Linked DNA regions of Mus musculus: region 2 is linked to region 1. Evidence: chromatin contacts called from public Hi-C data. All regions are on one chromosome and are shown on one strand. Each heading gives the region's core, a stretch centred on a gene start, on an enhancer-like site or on the middle of the called end of the contact. The rest is flanking DNA. Distances are from core to core; before and after follow the strand shown. Region 1 overlaps Prkag2 (protein kinase, AMP-activated, gamma 2 non-catalytic subunit). Region 2 overlaps Galnt11 (polypeptide N-acetylgalactosaminyltransferase 11).

Region 1 (5,007 bases), core at 1,468-3,967:
TGGTCCCACCCACCAGGGGCCCTTCCCCTTTGATCACTAACTGAGAAAATGCCTTATAGCTGGATTTCATGGAGGCATTTACTCAAATGAAGCTCCTTTCTCTGTGATAACTTCAGCCTGTGTCAAGTTGACACAAAACCAGCCAGTACACTGCTTTTAATATTCTTTCTTTGTTTTGTGCATTTGGTGTTTTGACTATTATGTGACAGGAGGAATTTCTTTTCTGGTCCAATCTATTTGGAGTTCTGTAGGCTTCTTGTATGTTCATGGGCATCTCTTTCTTTAGGTTAGGGAAGTTTTCTTCTATAATTTTATTGAAGATATTTATTGGCCCTTTAAGTTGGGAATCTTCACTCTCTTCTATACCTATTTTCCTTAGATTTGATCTTCTCATTGTGTCCTGTATTTCCTGGATGTTTTGGGTTAGGAGATTTTTGCATTTTGCATTTTCTTTGACTATTGTGTCAATGTTTTCTATGGTATCTTCTGCACCTGAGATTCTCTCTTCTATCTCTTGTATTCTGTTGATGATGCTTGCATCTATGACTCCTAATTTCTTTCCTAGGTTTTCTATCTCCAGGGTTGTCTCCCTTTGTGATTTCTTTATTGTTTCTATTTCCATTCTTAGATGCTGGATGGTTTTGTTTAATTGCTTCACCTGTTTGGTTGTGTTTTCCTGTAATTCTTTAAGGGATTTGTGTGTGTGTGTGTGTGTGTGTGTGTGTTTCATCTTTAAGGGCTTCTACCTGTTTACCTGTGTTCTCCTGTATTTCCTTAAGGGAATTACTTATGTCCTTCTTAATGTCCTCTATCATCATCATGAGATGTGATTTTAAATCAGAGCCTTGGTTTTCCAGTGTTTTGGGGCATCCAGGGCTTGCTGTAATGGGAGAACTGGGTTCTAATGATGCCAAGTAGCCTTGGTTTTTGTTTGTTTGTTTGTTTGTTTGTTTTGTTTTTGTTTTTCGAGACAGGGTTTCTCTGTATAGCCCTGGCTGTCCTGGAACTCACTTTGTAGACCAGGCTGGCCTTGCTGGCCTCAAACTCAGAAATCCGCCTGCCTCTGCCTCCCAAGTGCTGGGATTAAAGTTGTGTGCCACCACCGCCCGGTATAGCCTTGGTTTCTCTTGCTTAGGTTCTTGCCCTTGCCTCTCACCAGCTGGTTATCTGTGGTGTTAGCTGGTCTTGCTGTCTCTGACAATGGCGTGTCCCTCCTATAAGCCTGTGTGTCAGCACTCCTGGGAGACCAGCTCTCTCCCAGCAGGATTTGGGTATGGAGAGCTTGGCACAGGGTCAGCTCCAGGGCACAGACAGAAACTGGAAGCTGATGTACTCTTCTTAAAGCCTTGAGGACCGGTGCTAACTGTAGTAAGCCAGCAACAGACAGACTGTGTCTACTTCCCTTCTGCAGACCTCAGAGTTGTCAGACTCACAGAGATGACACAGGGTGCTGCCACCAGGGTTCGGGAGGGAGGCTGAAGAGTGTCTTCTCAGAGAGATAAAAAGTGTCTGGAAATAGATTCTGTTTTGATCAGTCTGCGCCCTGCCCTCAGTCACTCCATACTGTGCAGAGCAATGGTTTTCAGGCAGTGCCTCATGCAGAGAGAGAGAGAGACTCCATTTTACATGCTGCCATTGACTCCAGTTTACAGAGGGTTGAAAATGACTCTGCAACTTGTTAGGCATGTAAACAACACCATCTGCCCCGTACCACCCACGGCACAGACTGTTAAATGGCATATTCCCAAAGTAAAAGAGATAACCACCCTCACGATTCATCAGAGTAAATTGAGTCCACTTTAGCACATGAGGGTATTAAAACTATATCGGGAAAACCAAGCATAAGAACTTACCTAACACATTATGCTGAGACAAGGGTGTGACCTCCTCACCCTCACCCATCCGCCGAGAGGGATATGTTCCCTCTAGCCTGTCATCTGACCAGATGATCTGACATGAGCCTCTGGGCATTTCATTTGAGCAACTGTGTGTGCGCATGCGTGCGCGCGTCTGTGTGTGTGTGTGTGTGTGTGTGTGTGTGTGTGTGTGTACGTACAATAGACAGAGAACTCCCAACTGTCCCATACTCACATGTCCATGTGTGTGTGTATATGTGTACGAACCTGTGTATACATGTGTGTGCACTCATAGAGATAGAGGGAGAGAGAGAGAGAGAGAGAACGCATGTGAATGAGTGCATGAGGCAGGAGCTTTGACAACAAGGAGCTGGCGTGAGGCAGGAGCAAGAAACAGTCACATCTTGAACCACAAACACGAGGCAGAGAGAGCTACTTGAAATGGCAGGCAGTCTTAAACTCTCAAAGCCATCCCCAGTAACACACTTCCCCAGCAAGGTCATACCTCCTGTCTCCCAAAGAGCACCAGCAACTTAGCATCAAGTGTTCAAATACATGAGCCTCTGGGCATTTCATTTGAGCAACTCTCTGTGTGTGTGTGTGTGTGTGTGTGTGTGTGTGTGTGTGTGTGTGTGTGTGTACAATAGGCAGAGAACTCCCAACTGTCCCAGCTGTCTGAGACTTTAGCTTAATGTGGTCTCAGCTCTGATAAAGTCAACTCGAATCTGTTGTCCATCAGTCTACCCATCTGTCTGTCTGGAACTAGTTCTGTAGTTTGCCTCTGTCACCCCTGTGACCAGCAAGTATCTCACACCTCATTTCTGCAGCATGACTCAACTCTGACTCTGTGGCCTGGCTGGGCTTGCAAACGCTGGGCTCTGACTGGGTTTGTATCTGACCCAGCGTCTTTCTCTGCCTCCCTCTGCATCCTTATCAGCCTCCCCCTTCTGCTTTTCCTCAAGGCCTCTTTGGAACTCCTTGAACTCTGTTGGCCTCCTGAACCCTTCAGAGGCTTTCTGTCACCTACACTATATGTACACACAGATGTATTTACTGTGTGATTTGGAATGTGTGAACTGAGAGCTAATATTAGCAGTTAAGGTTGGAATAAATGAACCTTGTGTGTGTTTGCCTCCGCCAACTATGTAGGAAAATAGGGACTAAGGACAAACTAGCCGAGGAAACTCTGTAGCTAGTGAATGAGTTGTTATTCAGTAATGTGGACTTTGTAGGAAAACATGATCATGTCTGCCTGTTTCTGACATAGCACAGTCATGACAGTTATAGTGGTGGAGGTAAAATCACATGAGTAACTTAGCAGCCACTGAATTATTTACAGAGGGTTAGCTTGAGGATGGGGATAGCTTAGTGGTACAACGCTTGCTTAGCATGTGTAAAACCCTGGGTTCATGCCGGCACCACACACACACACACACTCACACACACACACACACACACACAGAGAGAGAGAGAGAGAGAGAGAGAGAGAGAGAGAGAGAGAGCAGATGATAATTCTTATTGTTTATATTTTATTCCAATTATTTTTTGATAAACAACAATGGTGTGTTAAGGATGACGACTTTTATAGTCTCCAGGGTGGCCAGGTGGTCCCATCTGGTGTGCAGGCGTCTTCCAAGGCCAGTTGTGGGGCACAGGAAGAGCAGGGCTGGAGAGTCAGAGCAAAGCATCTGCCTTATTTCTGACTCGGTGACAAGCTACCCACTCCTCCCCATTCTGTTTTAGTCCCCTGTGGCAGTTAGTGTTAACTGTCAATTTGACTGGATCTTGATTAGATTAATTAAGGACCCATCTTAACTCTGTGCAGACCATTCCCTGGGTGGGTATTCTGAACTGGGTCTAAAATTATGAAAGTGAGTTGAGCAGAAACTTGCATCTTGTGACCTCTGGTCCTGATTATGGGTGTGAGGGACCAGCTGCTTCAAGCTCCTGCTGTCTCGGCTTCCCTGGTAGACTGTACCCAAATTGTGAGCCAAGAGAAGTGCCTTCTCCATACAGGTGCTTTGATCTGGGCATCTAATCCCAGCAATAGGAAAAGAAGCCAATGCAAGCCCTCCCCATCATCTCCACCTCTGCCATCAAGCTTTATCTATTGCTCCAGCACCACCCTCCACAAGTGTGGTCATCTTTACAGAAGACACACTTCCTTGGACCATTCAAAGAGGCCTCAGGTTTCAAGTCAGGAGGAAAAGTCCCATCTACCAGCCATTGCCCAGTCATCCCCAGAGCCAGTGCTTTCACCCTGCCTGCCTTGACCCCGGATCTTTCCATTCCCTTGGCTTGTGGCTTTGCCTAATGTCTTCCTTGCTGGGGGTGTGAGTGGCTGCTGTTGGACATTTGGCTTGACGTTCTGAAAGGGAATGGAGATATAGGTGAGCATCCCCATGTTGCGGGAGTTGTTAGGGCTGGTGGCTGGGCCTGGCATCCCTACCTAGGCTCACACTTCGTATACCAGCTGAATAGACAAGCCATAGTGGAAAGCAGGAAAGTCTTCGTTCAGTGTGCCATGTTACAAAGAGGAACAAGGGGGCTCAGTGGTCCCCTTACCCTCTAAGGCCGTCTTCTGAGCCTTGGCAGGAGACTCAAGATTTCAATACAGGGCCAGAGGTTCAAGTCTCAGTTCCACTGTTTCCATAGTCTGGTAGCCAGAGGGAGGGACACAGCGTCTCTGTAGACCACTTCATTCCTCCCAGTATCCTTACAAGTGTGTGGACCCTAGGAGGCCTGTCAGAGAGGGAGGTGGGTCCCTCCCAGAGCATGCACACGTGCCCCGTGGGCCATGGCTTTGACTGTGTGCTCTCTTACCCCCCAGGACCTGAGTTCCTTTGCCATGCCGCTCCTGGATGGAGATGTGGAGAATTCAGAAAAGCATTCATCTCGGAAGGTAAGACCTCCCTTTGCAAAGCTTCTCACGACCCCACCTGAGAAGCCCCCAAAGCAGGCAGAGTCCGAGACACCCTTCCAAGTTTACGTGTTTGGGGCTCACACCAGCATGTGGGGTGGCTGTGGCTGAGCCAGCCTGAGCCAGTGCCCCTCACAGGGTGATTAATGCCTCCTGTGTTGCTGGCTGCTTCAAGGCTATTAGCCATACAGGGCCAGGCAAAGAGTCAGGTTGTGGCAGGTGAGGGGTCAC
Region 2 (5,203 bases), core at 2,124-4,623, 220 kb before region 1:
CTGGCAAATCCTATGCCATAGCTGAACGGAGCCAACAGCATAGTTCCCAAGGCTCCTCGGCTGTCTTTTGCTCACCATCTCTAATGACCCAGCAGGGCCAACTTCCTCAGTCTTTGGCTGAAACCCTGGAGATGCAGACCCAGGCACTGGATGCAGAAAGGCTGTTCTCCTTAATGCCTGCTGCTTCAGGTCTTGGTAGGTTTTTAGAGAAAAAGACAAAATTCCCAAAGTGAAGTCCCAACTAAGCCCAGCAAGTAAAACAGGCCATGCTACAGTGGACTGGCAGTGCCCAGTACTCAACTGGGCTGTGGAGGGGGGGTGGGGACTCTGAAACAGAGACGCTTACAGCAGGAAGTAAGTGACACCACTATGAGGGACCCACTCCAGTAAGGACTTGTCAAACTGCCCTCATGATTTCTGATATGTCCATGAGTAACTTATCATAATCAATAAGAGGAAGTCAGCAATGGCAATCTTCCACCCCTGTCTTTCTAGGTAAGTATGGAAGGAAGTGATGCAGCCAGGCGTGGTGGTGCACGCCTGTGATCCCAGCACCGGCAGAAGCAGGAGCCACAGGTAAAGACCGGCTCAGCTATCGAGCAAGAATGAAGCCAGCCTGGAACCAAATCAAAGAAACCAAAAGGAACGAAAGGCAGTCACTCGTGTGACTTCTGCAGAAGGCTGCACCTGTTCTTTGCTTTTCAGGGAGAGATTAGCATATGGTGGATGATGGAAGCTTGAACACCTCCCAGGACCAGTGTGGGAATCAATCTGATTTACCAAGTGGAATCCTGATACTGACTCCAGAGATGTGCACTCCACACTAACAGTTATTAGCATAATTCAAGTCAAGTAGTTTGGAGATTAAGTGTTTCTATATTTAATTTTTAAAAGTTCAGTTACATGTTGGCTTGGACTTTTCTACTTATGTAAGCAAGCAAGATAAGAAACCTGTTTGAGAGGCCAATAATTAACTGAGAGGCCACTACAGAAAAAGGCCAGTGAGGGTTCAAGCAGCGATCTCTGTACTCTGTGCTTTGGGGCAGCAAGGCAGTTATAAAATCGTTTCAGACAGAACTCTTCTTCATTCCTTTGGGCAACAGCCAATGAAAATGTGGTGTGGGGGTGTGAATGAGAGTGGTTCCCACTGGCTCATGTTTGACTGTTTGGTCCCCAGTGGTGGAGCTGTTTAAGAAGGATTGGGGGTACAGCCTTGTCAGAGAAGGTGTGTTATTAGAGGTGGGCTCTGAGGTTTCAAAGGCCCCCGGCAGGCCTCGTTAGCTGTGTCTTTGCCTCTTTCTTGAGGATCAGATTAAGTTCTCAGCTACTGCTACAGTGCCATGTCTGCCTGCTTGCTGTCACGCATGGCCTAACCCTCTAAAGTCATAAGCCCTAAATTAAATGCTTTCTTTTCTAAGTTGCCTTGTACATGGTGTCTCTTCGAAGCAACAGAACAGTAGCTCGTCTTGTATGGCTTTCTGTGTACCTCTGTAGGTGCCCAGCACCACAGAGCCACAGCGTGGATATACCTGTAGCGTGGGCTGCTCCGATCATTCGTCCTCGGATCAATCCCTCGCGCTTCATATTTCTTATGACCTTGACTTTTGCAGGCAGGTATCTTTGGATGTACTCATCCAGTTCTCCTTTTAAATCATCTAAAATGGACAGTTCCATTATTACACCACACAAGACATACAGCAAGCATCTTCTATTTCTAATGGATCTGCCATGTGTGCCAAAATCTACACATGATCAAAGAAATGTGTTAGATGGCCTCACTATAAAGCATCCTAGTCCCCTCTGTGGAAGAGAAACCAGGAGCAAAGCTGGAGCCCAGCCATGAGGAACTGCAGCCTTAGACGTATATTTCCATAGAAAATGTTTGAAATGAAGTCAAATGTGAAGGTTCTTGCCTGCAATCCCAGCACTCAAGGCTGAGACAGGAGGACTGTTGTAAGTTCAAGTGCCCTGAAAGCCACTTGAGGCCAACCTAGACTATAAAAAAGATGTTCTTGTCTTTACAAGCTGAGTGTGCTGGTACACACCTTTAACCCTTGTACTAGGGTTGCAGAGGCAGGCAGATCTCTGTAAGTTCAAGGCCAGCCTGGTCTGTGTGGCAAATTCTAGGACAGCCAGGACTATAAAAAGAGACCCTGCCTCAAAACCCAAAACAAACAAAAATGGTAAGTTTTGGTGTCTATGAACTTTTCTAAAATTTTGCCCATAAAGTTTCTCTATTTACCCAGGTCTCATGAGTGCTGTGCTCGCTCATCAGCCCCTAAGTGTACAGCTCTGCTAGTGCTGTAGACGGTCCAATGATGCTGAGTACATGGAAAATGCCTCTCTGGGCCACCCATCACTGTGCCTGCAGTGCTGTGCTAAAGGGAAACAGCTGGAAGCCAGGCGACTAGGCATAATCTTAACTCTACTATTCAAATTAGGTTCTGGGAAGTCTCTTTCTTTCATTCGTTCTTTCCTTCTTTTCTTCTTTTGTTTGTTTTATTTGTTTTTGAGACAGGGTTTCTCTGTGTAGCCCTGGCTGTCCTGGAACTTAGTAGACCAGGCTGGCCCTGAACTGAGAGATGTGCCTGCCTCTGCCTCCAGAGTGCTGGGATTAAAGGTATGTACCACTACACCCAGCTAGGTCACTTATTTTTGTATCTCCGTCTCTGTAAAAATGGATCCCACCCACCTTGAAGGAAGCTGAGAGCTAAACAGGGGTAAAACAGTATAAAACTTTTCTTTGCAAAAATCTACAGTTAAAAAAAAGATGCCTAAAATACATAGTGAGTCTCAGAAAACTGGCATTCAGGTAACATCTAATAGCTTTCTGAATGCTGCTCACTCTAGTCTGGAAATAACTGGTGTAGCAGACTTACTCTACAGTGTGGTTTACCACACTGTACCATGTCAAAAGTGCCAATCTGAAAAGGGGACAACCTGCATATCCATTTGCATCACACTTTTGAAATGACAAAAATCAGAGGTTACCAGATGCCAGGGAAGGATTTCAGGGGCACAAAGGCAGAGTACAGCTCTAAGGGGAGTACCAGGGGCTGCTGGGCGGTGCAGTGTATTTCTCAGGGCTGTGCTGGTGCTAACAGCACTCATGAAAGATAAACTGTCACTTGTCCACTATGGAGCTCTGCTTTTTACACTGTACTCTAAGTAGGAAACACAACCAACACGGGAAACTGGGTGAAGGGCAAGTGGAAGTCTTCTTAAGCTCCTATGAATTGGAGCTTCATTCATAATGGACATTTTTAAAGCAAACCAAAGGGAAATTCCCCCAGGGCATATTTGAATAACACTGTAGACAGATTACAAAATCATCCTATAGCAATGGATAGACTGTAGCCCAGCTGTCGCTTCATCACACAGTGAGTAAGAGCCCATGAACGGTGACCATTCCTAGCATCACTTACCAAAGTCACTGCTGTCATCCACAAGGATGATCTCATGAAGAAGGTGGGCCGGTGTGCGGTCCACAACACTGTGCACAGTCCGCAGTAAGGCAGAAAAGGCTTCATTGTAGAAACAGATGACAATGCTAGCAGTTGGCAGGTCAGTCGGGTAGGACTTCCTCCTACACCTTTAACAATCAAAACAAGAAAAGCTGGTATTTTATGAAGCAAATGTCTTAGGTAATTTCTTGCTACCTTGTTCAGCTTCTATCTTACATTATAGTGACGTTTAAGCATTTAGAAAGCACTGGTTTACTCTTTGCTTTACATTATGTTAATGATTTTACCTTTAGGCGTGGTTTCTTCCTTTGGGTGGAGAAGTTAATGAGGTGGTGAAGTCACTGCCTGTGCAGTGCTAGGTTAGTGCAGCCTCTCAATGAGGTTTTACAATGGAAACACAGTAAGAAAACGTTGTCTTCAACAAAATTTTTAGTTTTTACCCAATAGTGTAAAAAGGATTTAAGAAAACTGAATTCTTAGACGATATAAGAGCTTTCATGGACATAGTAACTTCTTGATAAGTGGCTTTGACCAACAACAGTTATCAACTTAAAGAATAAACTCCAGTCTAGCAATGGTGGTGCACACCTTTAATCCTAGCACTCAGGAGACAGAGGCAGGTAGATCTCTGAGTTCCAGGCTAGTCTGGTCTACAGAGCAAGTGTTGGGGTATACTGTGTGAAATTGTCTCTGTCCTTCCTAACCTATCCAAAGCATTCTCTGATTGACTTTAATAAAAAGCCAATAATAATGGCCAATTAGCTGGGCAGGAAGTAGAAGTCGGAACTTCCTAAGAGAGAGACAGGAGCTCTAAGAATAAGAAGGAAGGCCTTTTGCCAGGAGGCACACGGGAGAAGTAGAAGTCGGAACTTCCTAAGAGAGAGACTGGAGCTCTAAGAATAAGAAGGAAGGCCTTTTGCCAGGAGGCACACGGGAGAAGATGGGCATAACCACAGCCTGGAAGGCACAGCCACATGGCTGGATGGAGCTAGGCTCCGCTTAGCTGAGGTGAGCTAGCTGAATGTCTGTCTGCCCAGCTAAGGCCCAACGCTTGGAAATATTAAAAGGTCTCTGTGTGGTTACTTGGGGGAAAAGCTGGTCAAGAACTAATTGCTGCCATATTAATCTCCAGTATTAATATATACAGAAAAATAATAATCTTAATCTACTAGAAAAACCAAGGCTACACAGAGAAACCCTGTCTCCAAAACTGAAGAAGAAAAAGATTTAGAAAGGGAAGAAATAAGGAGCGTACTCTGCATTCCTGGTGTCCGGCACGTCTCTGTGGTATCCCAAGCGGTTACTAATGAGCATATTAAAGGCGTGCTTCTGGTAGCCCAGGTCTCTCAATTCCTGATCACGTTCATTGAAAATCATACCTGAAAGAGAGTGAAGTTACTCTGAAAAAAGATGATCACACCACCCACTGCGATACGATGGTCTCCCCAGAGCCTTGGCTTCACCATTATCATCACACTACACAACCACAGTTTTCAACTTGACTGTAGGTTCAGGCTTTAAATGAGTAAGCTGAGGCCAACATCAGATACTTATCAATCTAATGCACACCAAGTGTGCCTGAACCCTGAATACCTGCTCAAACCATTACGCTAAGAACATTGTATGCGTTGACACACATACCTTTAACCCCAGCACTCAGACAGAGGCAGGTAGATTACTCTCCTGGACCACAGGGTGAGTTCCAGGCCAGCTAGGTATACATAGACCCTATCGCAAAA

What was found. Hi-C and Micro-C count contacts between places; a contact is called where the count stands out from the background.
Region 2: a contact with region 1 is called in a Hi-C map of uterus, with 4 times the contacts expected there. The contact joins two enhancer-like sites. A contact is called at or near these places in 4 of 484 Hi-C or Micro-C datasets (embryonic fibroblasts, liver, stem cell-derived neural stem cells and 1 more), 1 of 115 datasets of contacts at active chromatin or transcription factors (kidney) and 3 of 9 other capture datasets (adipose tissue, macrophages and pancreatic islet).

What each region holds. Positions count from the first base shown.
Region 1 is chr5:25,028,216-25,033,222 of GRCm38.p6, reverse strand. It overlaps Prkag2 (protein kinase, AMP-activated, gamma 2 non-catalytic subunit), which reads left to right. Exons shown (of 16, transcript NM_145401.2): 2 at 4,687-4,758. Among named protein-coding and RNA genes, the nearest start is that of 1500035N22Rik, 45 kb to the right of the region's middle. Within about 2 kb of position 2,717, at least 84 of the 459 cell types and tissues checked have an H3K27ac peak or open chromatin away from gene starts, as enhancers often do. A contact at or near this core is called in uterus, where this site is marked.
Region 2 is chr5:25,248,476-25,253,678 of GRCm38.p6, reverse strand. Galnt11 (polypeptide N-acetylgalactosaminyltransferase 11) reads right to left here. Exons shown (of 12, transcript NM_144908.4): 3 at 4,720-4,843; 4 at 3,426-3,592; 5 at 1,530-1,655. Among named protein-coding and RNA genes, the nearest start is that of Galnt11, 28 kb to the right of the region's middle. Within about 2 kb of position 3,373, at least 6 of the 459 cell types and tissues checked have an H3K27ac peak or open chromatin away from gene starts, as enhancers often do. A contact at or near this core is called in uterus, where this site is marked.